Linked DNA regions of Callithrix jacchus: region 1 is linked to region 2. A link is a contact called in public Hi-C data. All regions are on one chromosome and are shown on one strand. Each heading gives the region's core, a stretch centred on a gene start, on an enhancer-like site or on the middle of the called end of the contact. The rest is flanking DNA. Distances are from core to core; before and after follow the strand shown.

Region 1 (4,476 bases), core at 887-3,386, 140 kb before region 2:
CAAGAGCAAACTGTAAAAGCAAAGGCTGGCTGTGCTAGTGCAGCCCTGTGGGAAGTTTTCTTCCACAGAGGCCGAGTAGAACAGTCCTGCTAAAGAAACCAGTGGAATAAGAACAGTCAACGTAGGAAGAGACATAAACATTCTTCTCTTCCAATTATTACCCTCCACTATGTTTTAAAAGGTATACGGTATTAAGAAAAGTCAGCTGTTGGGTTTTTTTTATTTTTTTTAATTATGAACTAGCGCTGCTCCAGTTCTTCTTGCTTCTTACTTTGATGCGTCATCCTAGCTGCCTGCGGTATCATATTAGGAATCCCATCAATGATTGGATAAGCTATTCCCAATTCTTCATTAATCAATTCATTTGTTGATGCTTCATATCTGAGGTTGAAAAAAAAAAAGAACAAAATGAATTGTGAAAAATAAAATGCTTGAAGAGCCTGATTTTCAACAAATACCACCATTTATCCAATTCTCGGTATAGAGTTAGTTAATCCCAGAGTAGTCTTCTTCAATTCTAAAAGCAACAATAGCCAATTCAACCTTTTATCTTAAAAAAAATTCTCTTAGAATCTATAATTATTCCCATTTTAGTCGGTTTCTCTCATATTCTCTTTTTCGCCTTATTCACAAGTTATTCCTTAATTTCGTTTTTATAGTAGTCAGAAAAGATCCCCCTCTTACCCAAATATTCCTTCACTACTTCGGTCAACCCTCAAACCATCTCTGTAAATTTACTACTGGAACAAACACTAGAGAAAAATCAACTTCTTCATTTTAGAATAAATGCTAAATAGAGAAACTTAACTAATCCATTAGAAGGAAATAACTGGAAAAGGTGAGAGGGCAGAAATGAGAAAACACTGGAAAGCAGTGAGTCTGCGGTGAGCTAGTTATAAAGGCAAATCAAGTAATTTCAAGGTTTGAGAAAATTGAATAATATTATGGGAAAAAAAGAAATATGAAAAAACTGCTAGCAATCTACCATTCAAAGATAGTCCCTGATAACATTTTGGTGTTTAGTTTATGCGATTTGTAATACTAGTGTTAATGTTGTTGATATTCAATTCTGGTAGCTTGGAAACTGTAGAGCTGTTTTCCCAAAAACTAGGTTAAAGAGGTTTCTACGAAACCTGCTAGTCCACAACTAAGAGCCACTGGGCAGCACACACAGGTGAAATGCTTAAGATTGTCAGGCACCAGTTGTACACGACACCTTCACAAGAATCTGGAGGGTACAACAATACTTTTCATCATCTTGGCTTAAAAACCAGAAGGCTTTGGCCTTGTCCTGAATCGCAGTGGTTCATAAACCTGGTTATACCTTAGAAATCATTTCGGGGTCGTTTAAGAACACACAAATAAGCTGGGAGTGGGGGCGGCGCCTGTATCCCCCAGCTCCTTAGGAGGCTGAAGCCGGAGTTCTAGGCCAGCCTGGGCAACGTAAGGAGCACCCTGTCTCTTAACAGGAAAAAAGAAAAAAAAAAAAATACAAATGTTCAGGTCTCATCCCTCGGACATTCCGAGTCTGCTGGTCTTGGGGGCTGTCGGGGAATCGGCATTTTTAAAACGGTCCCCGGGTGATTGCATTGCGCAGCCGGTGGCGAACCTAAAACGCTTCAAGCCATTCCCGTAGTCTGGCGATGTGGTCGGGCAGATGTGGGACGCGGCTCCCCTGGCCTCCGGTCTCCCGGTCCTGCGGGGCCAGAGTCCAGAAAATGGCAGCGGAGAGTACCTGCCTGACCTACAAGGCCCCAGTGGCTGCGGGAGGCCGCGGCCCACCGCTCCCTTTCCCCCAACCCGGAAGCTGCGAAGGAAGGGCCCAAACCAGCGAGTCACCTGAGCGGCTTCTTGGAAAGCGGGCACACCAGGAACTCCAGGAGCGCGGGATCGAAGGTACGGGGCGTCTTCTCCGTCCTCTTGTTCTGGTCGGCCGAAGGCCGCGAGCCCGACGCGTGCAGGCACCTACGAGCGACTGCGGACGGCTGCGTGCATGTTCTCCGCAGTTCTGAGGCTAGCCGGCCGCGCGTTCCGCTCAGCATGGTCAAGCAGCCCGAGACTGGGCCTCACTGCATCTCTGCCAGCCGGGACCGAGCTCCTGGCTACCCTCCCGGCCAGCCCAGCCAGCCAGCCCCCGCCCCCTGGTGCTCCGGGAAACGCTACCGGGGAGTAGGCGAAGCGGGAGCTTTGGTTCCGAGGGTACTCCTGCCCTGACTGGTTTTCCCGCGGGCGTCTATCCCGCGGGGACGACAGCCCCAAGGGCAGAGGCCTCAGATGGGTGCCCCACCGCCTTACCCGACTACAAACTAAACCAGTGTTTAAGTCGAGGTATCTGGGTTTTCACGGGGTCCTGTCGCAGGGGTGCTAGGAAGCCAGTGGCAGGACCTCAGAGTTGTGGGGAGTTAGGCTTGGACCTACGTGGTTACCGCCAGGTGAAGTTTCAAACACACTATCGTATTGGCTTTATTGAAAGCGTTCATTTGTTTCATGTACATATTCACTACACCATTAGTTTCTGTAATCTTGTTTGGCTTTTTCGCGGTGGCTCCCGCCTGTAATCCCAGCACTTTGGGAGGCCGAGGCGGGTGGATCACGAGGTCAAGAGATCGAGACCATCCTGGTCAACATGGTGAAACCCCGTCTCTACTGAAAATACAAAAAATTAGCTGGGCACGGTGGCGCGTGCCTGTAATCCCAGCTACTCAGGAGGCTGAGGCGGGAGAATTGCCTGAACCTAAGAGGCGGAGGTTGTGGTGAGCCGGGATCGCTCCATTGCACTCCAGCCTGGGTAACAAGAGCGAAACTCGGGCTCAAAAAAAAAAAAAAAAAAAAAACACAAAAAACTGTGAACCTGAAAGGAATGGCCTAGGTCTCTGACCCTCCAAAATATATAAATTCTTCCCGCCCAAGACCCAGTCATTGTGAAGTATTTGCATAATAAAGCACAACTAATTTACTTCTATAAATGAACTTGGAGGCCACAAGGAGTCTAAAAAAACTGTGTGATCAGGCAGATGTCTGTTAGTCAAATGGGTGATCCATTCAGTTAATTTGTATCCCAAGTTTGCTTCCGACTCTGAGGAAGTGACGCCATTTAGGTGTCTTTCTTACGGCCTAGTAGATGGGAACTTGGGCTCTGGGGCCTGACACCTTGGTTCCCCGTCCACAATTTAGTAGCTGGATGACTTCAGCAAATGACTTAACTGCTTATTTTCCTCATTTGTATAATAATAAGAATGATTGTACCTACCTTGAGACCCTCAAGGTAGAGGATAAATGGGATTGTGCATTCAAGGAACATTTACAAAAGTGCCCGGCACAAATTAAAATGCTCCATTAATGTTGTCTATTTTTAGTTTTATTTCATCTAGTTTTTCCATGTGAGAAGACTCCAAGATTCTTTGTTAGTCATAAATTTTTTCCTTCTGTACTGCTGAATATCAGTCTGAACTTTTTTTTGCATTACGGGGCATTATCATTTAACATTTTGAGTTCCTGGGGGTGGAAGTAAAGAATACAAAAATATTTTTATATTTTCAAATTTATTTTCCACTCCAGTGTAGAAATAAATTGAGAAATTTTTGTGTTCATCCTAATTTTTTGTTTATTTGTTTTTTGGGCCATCCTTTTTTTTTTTTTAAGTTAATTCTTTGATGTTCTTTGTTCACTAACACTCTGAAGATTTCTAAGACTAATGTAGCTTATAAGATACCAAAAAGGAAACACTTCTTTCTACTGGGTAGATATTTAAAAGATAATGAAAGTCTCTGGTTACCAAGCCTTCCTTCCCGCACAAAGAAATCCTTCATAGTTATAACTTTCCATTATTAGAGTCAGTAATAGACTAGAGAATAGGGCAGTTATCACCGACATACTCTCAAAGTTCCTAGGTCTCCTTCACGCTGTTTCTGACTAGGGCAGTAGCAGGAATTAATTTTTCAGTTGAAGTCAGTTGATACTTTGGGCTCAAGGGAGGGGGTGAGCTGTAGGAAAGATAAGTTTCTGCTTAAGGGGAAACAGCACTTGACTTCTGCCAGCCTGAGTGGGCCCAACCCTTGGCCCTTGTGGAGTCTGGGAAGGCACCCATGCTTAAGCTTCACCTAGCTTGGCTGCAGATCTCTATCAGCTGGGGGTTTTCTAACCAGTTATAAATAAATTAGTTTCAGCTTGCCTCCACATAGAGGGTTTAAAGCAGTTCAGTTTATTTTATTTAGGGGAAGAATAGAGAGTAACAACAAAGTATTGAAGACATCCCAAATTTATAACACCAATATTTAAGGAATATCTGAATGTGTGACTGTCTTACCATGTGCATATTAAGTTGCAACATATCAAAGCAAAATGCCCCTAAATAGCCCTCGGTAATGAAGAAATAATGATTCATTTTTGCCTATAGTATACTAAGCTAAATGTAGGTGACAGTATATAGGCTCATGGGACTGGAACTGGTCTTTTAAAGTTAGTCCCTTTTCACTA
Region 2 (4,922 bases), core at 2,113-4,612:
TGCTGATGAGTTGAATTATTTTTTCACAGACAACATACCCTAGCCTTCGTGCCTTCTTCTGGACTCATCTATGCATTTGGTTGTGGAGCAAGAGGTCAATTAGGAACTGGGCACACTTGTAATGTTAAGTGCCCATCTCCTGTCAAGGGTTACTGGGCCGCCCACAGTGGCCAGCTTACAGCCCGAGCTGGTAAGAATGATCTTCACTGGAATGTAATGTTATTTTAAGTGACAAAAACAGTTGTTTACAGAATATGTATCTCTTATTTAGTTTGAGGTCTTTTGGAGGGAATGAAGATAAGGTATTTTTTAATATCAGTAAATAATTTCAGTACTTACTATGCATGAAGCTCTACAGTTGAGCTCCTAGAGAATAAATAAAGCAGGCAATATTGTTGTATTAGACCGTTATTGCATTGCTATAAGGAGCACCTGATATTGGGTGATTTATGAAGAAAAGAGTTTTAATTGGCTCATCGTCCTGCAGGCTTTACAGGAAGCATGGGGCAGGCATCTGCTTGGCCTCTGAGGAGGCCTCAGGAATCTTACAATCATGGTAGAAGGTGAAGAGAGGGCAGACACTTCACATGGCAGAAGCAGGAGCAAGAGAAAGAGTGGAGGGGAGGTGCCATACACTTTACACCACCAGATCTCACATGAACTCAGAGCAAGAGCTCACTTATTGCCACTTATCACCAAGGGGATGGCCCAAGCCATTCATCAGGGATCCCACCAGCTGCATGACCCAAACCCATCCCACCATGCCCTACCTCCAGCGTTGGGGATTACTACAATTCAACATGAGTTTTGATGAGAACATACCTTCAAACTGTGTTATTTTGTTTGCACAGACCTTGGTGGTGGTGTATACATTTTATTGTTGTTGCTGATAATGATAGCGTATTTTGAATGCCCAGTGAAGTTTCATTACCATGCAGAGCACTCAAAACAACCGAATAGTTAGTGGTTGTTATCCCCATGTTAGAGATAAGGGAACCAAGTTGTAAGGAGGTCAAGTAATTTGCCCAAGGTCACATAGATTCTGGAGGCAGGATTTAAACCTAGGTCATTCTAAATCCTGTGTACTGTGTTACAAACTTCTACTTTGCTATTGGTGTTTTGGTATATAACATGATGTGATTTCTTTTTATGCCATGTCTTTTTCTTCTCTTAAAAAATAAATAGCAGTCTTGGTTTCACTGGAAATCAAAGTAAGGCAGTCATTAATATTGAATGACTGTTTCACCTTGAAATAATAAATCTGAGGCTGAAATGGAGCTAGACAGTCATTTAAAAAAGTGTAATTTAATAATGAATTTTGCTTTTGAAGTCGATAAAGTGACACACTTATGGCTTGATCAGGAATTTGTCTGAAACAATAACAATTATAAGTTACTACTGGATTATAAGAAACTCAAGGACACACACAAACTCTTTTTCTTTTTGTAAACTTAGGATATAGCACAGGGCCCGGCATAAACTTGTCTCTCAGTAAACATTTTTGGAATGAATATATGAGCATCTGAAATGTAGTGCAACTATAAAATAAACAAGATTTTGTTTGGGTGATGTTCCCAAAAGCGAAATAATGGCTTTGTGTCCTCTTCTTTGTCATTTGCAAATTTTCTTTTCTCCAAGACATTGCATTCACAAGTGGAATGCATTTATTTAGGAAGTTTACCAATTTAAGAAACTCAAGTATTTTGTAGGTTATTTTGAAACCACACATTTTTTAAGTTAAATTATAACCTGACTTCTGTGGTCCTAAATTTGTGCTTGAATGTTTGCCAAAATGATTTTATAACATAAGCAGGTAAATGTCAATTATGTAAGTGATGTGATTTTAGTACCGCTCTTGGTAATGTGGAATCACAGAGGAAGCCATGGAGGAGTATTGTGGTTAGAGGAGGATTGAGAAGTGCCTCTGAGGATGATTTGGAGTTAGCCAGGTGTAGAGGGCTGTGAGGGAGTTGGTGTGAGCCCCACCAAGGTTCACTTCCAGAAGCACATTCAAGTTATGCTCTTGGTGAGCTCATTTATAAAGAATCCAGTATGCCAGGGACGGCAGAGGGAAGAGGCACCGATATGTAAAATAGTGGGTTGTATTAGAAATAAAGGCAACATGGTAGCAAGAGAGTGTCACCATGGACACAGTGTGATGGGAGGTAAAGCAGGGAGCAGGAAATGGAGGTCCTTTCACAGCAAGCTTCATCCTGAAGGGGCACGGGCCCACCACACTCACATGCTGAATTATTTGTTACTGTAAAGAGTAGTGCCCATTTCAGATTTCAGGTCAGTGGCATGATAGAGTTAGAAGGAAAAAGAGAAATGAGGTCAGGATTAGCTGGCAGCTGGGGAGGGGCAGAGTAGAGTTAGAGTGGAGGATACCATTTTATATATTTATTTTTAATTGAAGTAGAAACAGTCCTAAGCAGCAAGCCAGGGAAGATTTCTTACTTCAGTGACACAATTAAAATGGATAGGTATCCACTCTGAAGTGTATTCTGTAACAGCAGAAAAAAGGGATCAAGGAGAAGCTTCAGTTATTGAAAAATATGCTGTTGGAATTCTTTTTTTGACAGATCGCTTTAAATATCATATCGTTAAGCAGATCTTCTCTGGAGGAGACCAAACTTTTGTACTTTGCTCCAAATACGAGGTAAAATTTTCTTTTGACTCTTACTTCTCGGGAGGAATAATGGTGAACCAATATTTATTTTAACAAGTAATTACAAAGTAAAGAGCAATGTAACTCTTTGTTTCTACCAGTCTTATGTTATTTCTAAAATAAGCAAACTAAATCTTGAAGAAGTTGTCTCCATTTGGCTCCCTTGACGTGCCAACAATTCTCCTGGTGTTATGGAGTTCTAATTTATAATTTGAAATTATTTATTTATATTCATGAATGTTCCAAAAACACTGTAAAGGATGCCTAGGGAGTTTTTGCTTACTTTGGCATTATTCAGTTTTCCGTTTCTTTCCTTCCTTAGCATTTGTTGTTAAGTGGCAACAAATGCTAGGTATTTGAGAACTTGGTGGGTTTTTTTATTTGATGTGATTGAATATACATGTATGTATGTATGTATGAGATATCACGATTTTCAGGTGTTATTATTTATAATCTGCACATGGCTCATGACGTGACACCAAAATTTCCCTCCTCTTGTTTCCTGCATCACTGTAGTGGATAAAGACAGTGTAACATTGTCTTTCTGCTTGAAGGTAGAGTGTGGATCCAGGTATCTGTGACAAGGCTCGAATTCCTTCCATTCTTCCTTGCTGGGGGAATTCAGTCTGAGAAAAGCCCCACAGATTTGTTTTCAGTGCTGCACTCCATCCCCTGTGCTCTCTCTCCTCTCTTTCTTCTCCCTCCCCACCCTTCCTGCTTTTATTCAGCAAGCACGTCAACAGGACCAGCTCCAAGTGGTGCATGGATCCTTAGCCTCTCCTGGAAGAGCAAAGGAAAGGGGGCTGTTAGTGGTGATAAAGGAGTCATAATTGACTGGAAAAAATGAGCAACTGTGGAAACCAGGGGCTCCTCCAGTCTTGGAAACTTTCTCTATTAGTTTGATACTTAGCTATCTTTAAGTATACAAAATTTTTTCCTTCTTGTCATTCTGATTCTGTGATTTTGTTGGAAAAGGTCCTGGTGGAGCCTGAGGCCGTAGGCTGCACAGCTAAAGCTGATCATTAGCTATTTTCCAGGTCAGGTGTCTGAAGAAGGTGGCTTAGTGCTGCCATCTGGTGTGATTTGGAACTGCTGCTTTAGACCTGTTTTTAGACCCAGCCTCAGTGTGTGTGTTACAGAGAAATCCTGAGGAAAGCTGAGATTATAATTTGTTTCTTTAAGATGTCAATGAAACAAAATACACAAAGCACTGACTCTGTGGAGGATAATCAGTTTTTGTCCATAAGTAGTAGAGTTTAAGTGTTTATTTCTTCAAGAGACTGATTTGAATAATGCTGTCCAACTTTAATTTTCCTGTGAAATTGAACATGAAACTAGTTTTCTTTTGTAAATACAGTATCTGATATATGTAACTGATTTTTATTATTGTAATCAACACTGTTGGGCCTGGAAAACAACACATTGATGAGAAGAAGTGAAGTAGCATACTGTTAGACAGGGCAGGTGAGAGTTTAACTGGAAAGAGGGGTAGGTATGCATGAAAAATGTAAGATCACAAAGAAAAAGGAAACTAAACATCACTTAGGAAGATGTTGCTCTTTCTTTTGAAACTGAAACCTGTACACATTTACTTAAACTATTAAACTGATCAAATCATGTGTTTACCCTGTTACCGTATCACTTACTGAACCAAGACAAAGCACCTGTATAGTTATAGCCTCCCCCCGCCTTTTTTTCTTTTTTGAGACAGAGTCTCACTCTGTTGCCCAGGCTGGGGTGCAATGACGTGATCTTAGCTCACTGCAACCTCTGCCTCCCGGGTTCAAGCGATTTTCCTACCTCAGCCTCCCACATAGCTGGGATTACAACATGCACCACCACACCTGGGTAATTTTTTTGTGTTTTTAGTAGAGATGGGGTTTTACCATGTTGGCCAGGCTGGTTTTGAACTCCTGACCTCAAGTGGTCTGCCCTTCTCGGCCTCCCAAAGTGCTAGGATTAGAGTTAGGAGCCACTGTGCCCAGCCACAGCCTCTATTTTTACAAAAGCCTGACTCATTCATGACTGTCAGGCCCTAAGTGAAAGAAGGGAGGGGAGGAGTTATATTCAGATACCCCTTTGCTACATTTGATTCTAGGTCTTGGGAATTTAATGAATGTAAACCATAGCCTCTCCTTTTCCTTTTAGTTTGTGCCCTGGTTAGGATTGAAGAGGGAATGTGGTTGGGATTGTTAGAAGTAAGTGTGTGTGTGTGTGTGTATCTCATAATCTTCTTTTTCCTGGAACAGTGATT

Evidence for each region. Hi-C and Micro-C count contacts between places; a contact is called where the count stands out from the background.
Region 1: a Hi-C map of skeletal muscle shows a contact between it and region 2, with 4 times the contacts expected there. The contact joins the promoter of PYURF here to the enhancer-like site in region 2. A contact is called at or near these places in 3 of 3 Hi-C or Micro-C datasets (induced pluripotent stem cells and skeletal muscle).

What each region holds. Positions count from the first base shown.
Region 1 is chr3:109,145,388-109,149,863 of calJac240_pri, reverse strand. It overlaps PYURF (PIGY upstream open reading frame), which reads right to left and starts at 2,136. Exons shown (of 2, transcript XM_078366862.1): 1 at 1,840-2,136; 2 at 1-381. The coding sequence starts at 2,042. The coding sequence ends at 240. It overlaps PIGY (phosphatidylinositol glycan anchor biosynthesis class Y), which reads right to left and starts at 386. Exons shown (of 1, transcript XM_078366863.1): 1 at 1-386. The coding sequence starts at 141.
Region 2 is chr3:109,008,376-109,013,297 of calJac240_pri, reverse strand. It overlaps HERC3 (HECT and RLD domain containing E3 ubiquitin protein ligase 3), which reads left to right. Exons shown (of 24, transcript XM_078366837.1): 8 at 30-190; 9 at 2,583-2,659. Among named protein-coding and RNA genes, the nearest start is that of NAP1L5, 39 kb to the right of the region's middle. Within about 2 kb of position 3,362, at least 5 of the 16 cell types and tissues checked have an H3K27ac peak or open chromatin away from gene starts, as enhancers often do. A contact at or near this core is called in skeletal muscle, where this site is marked.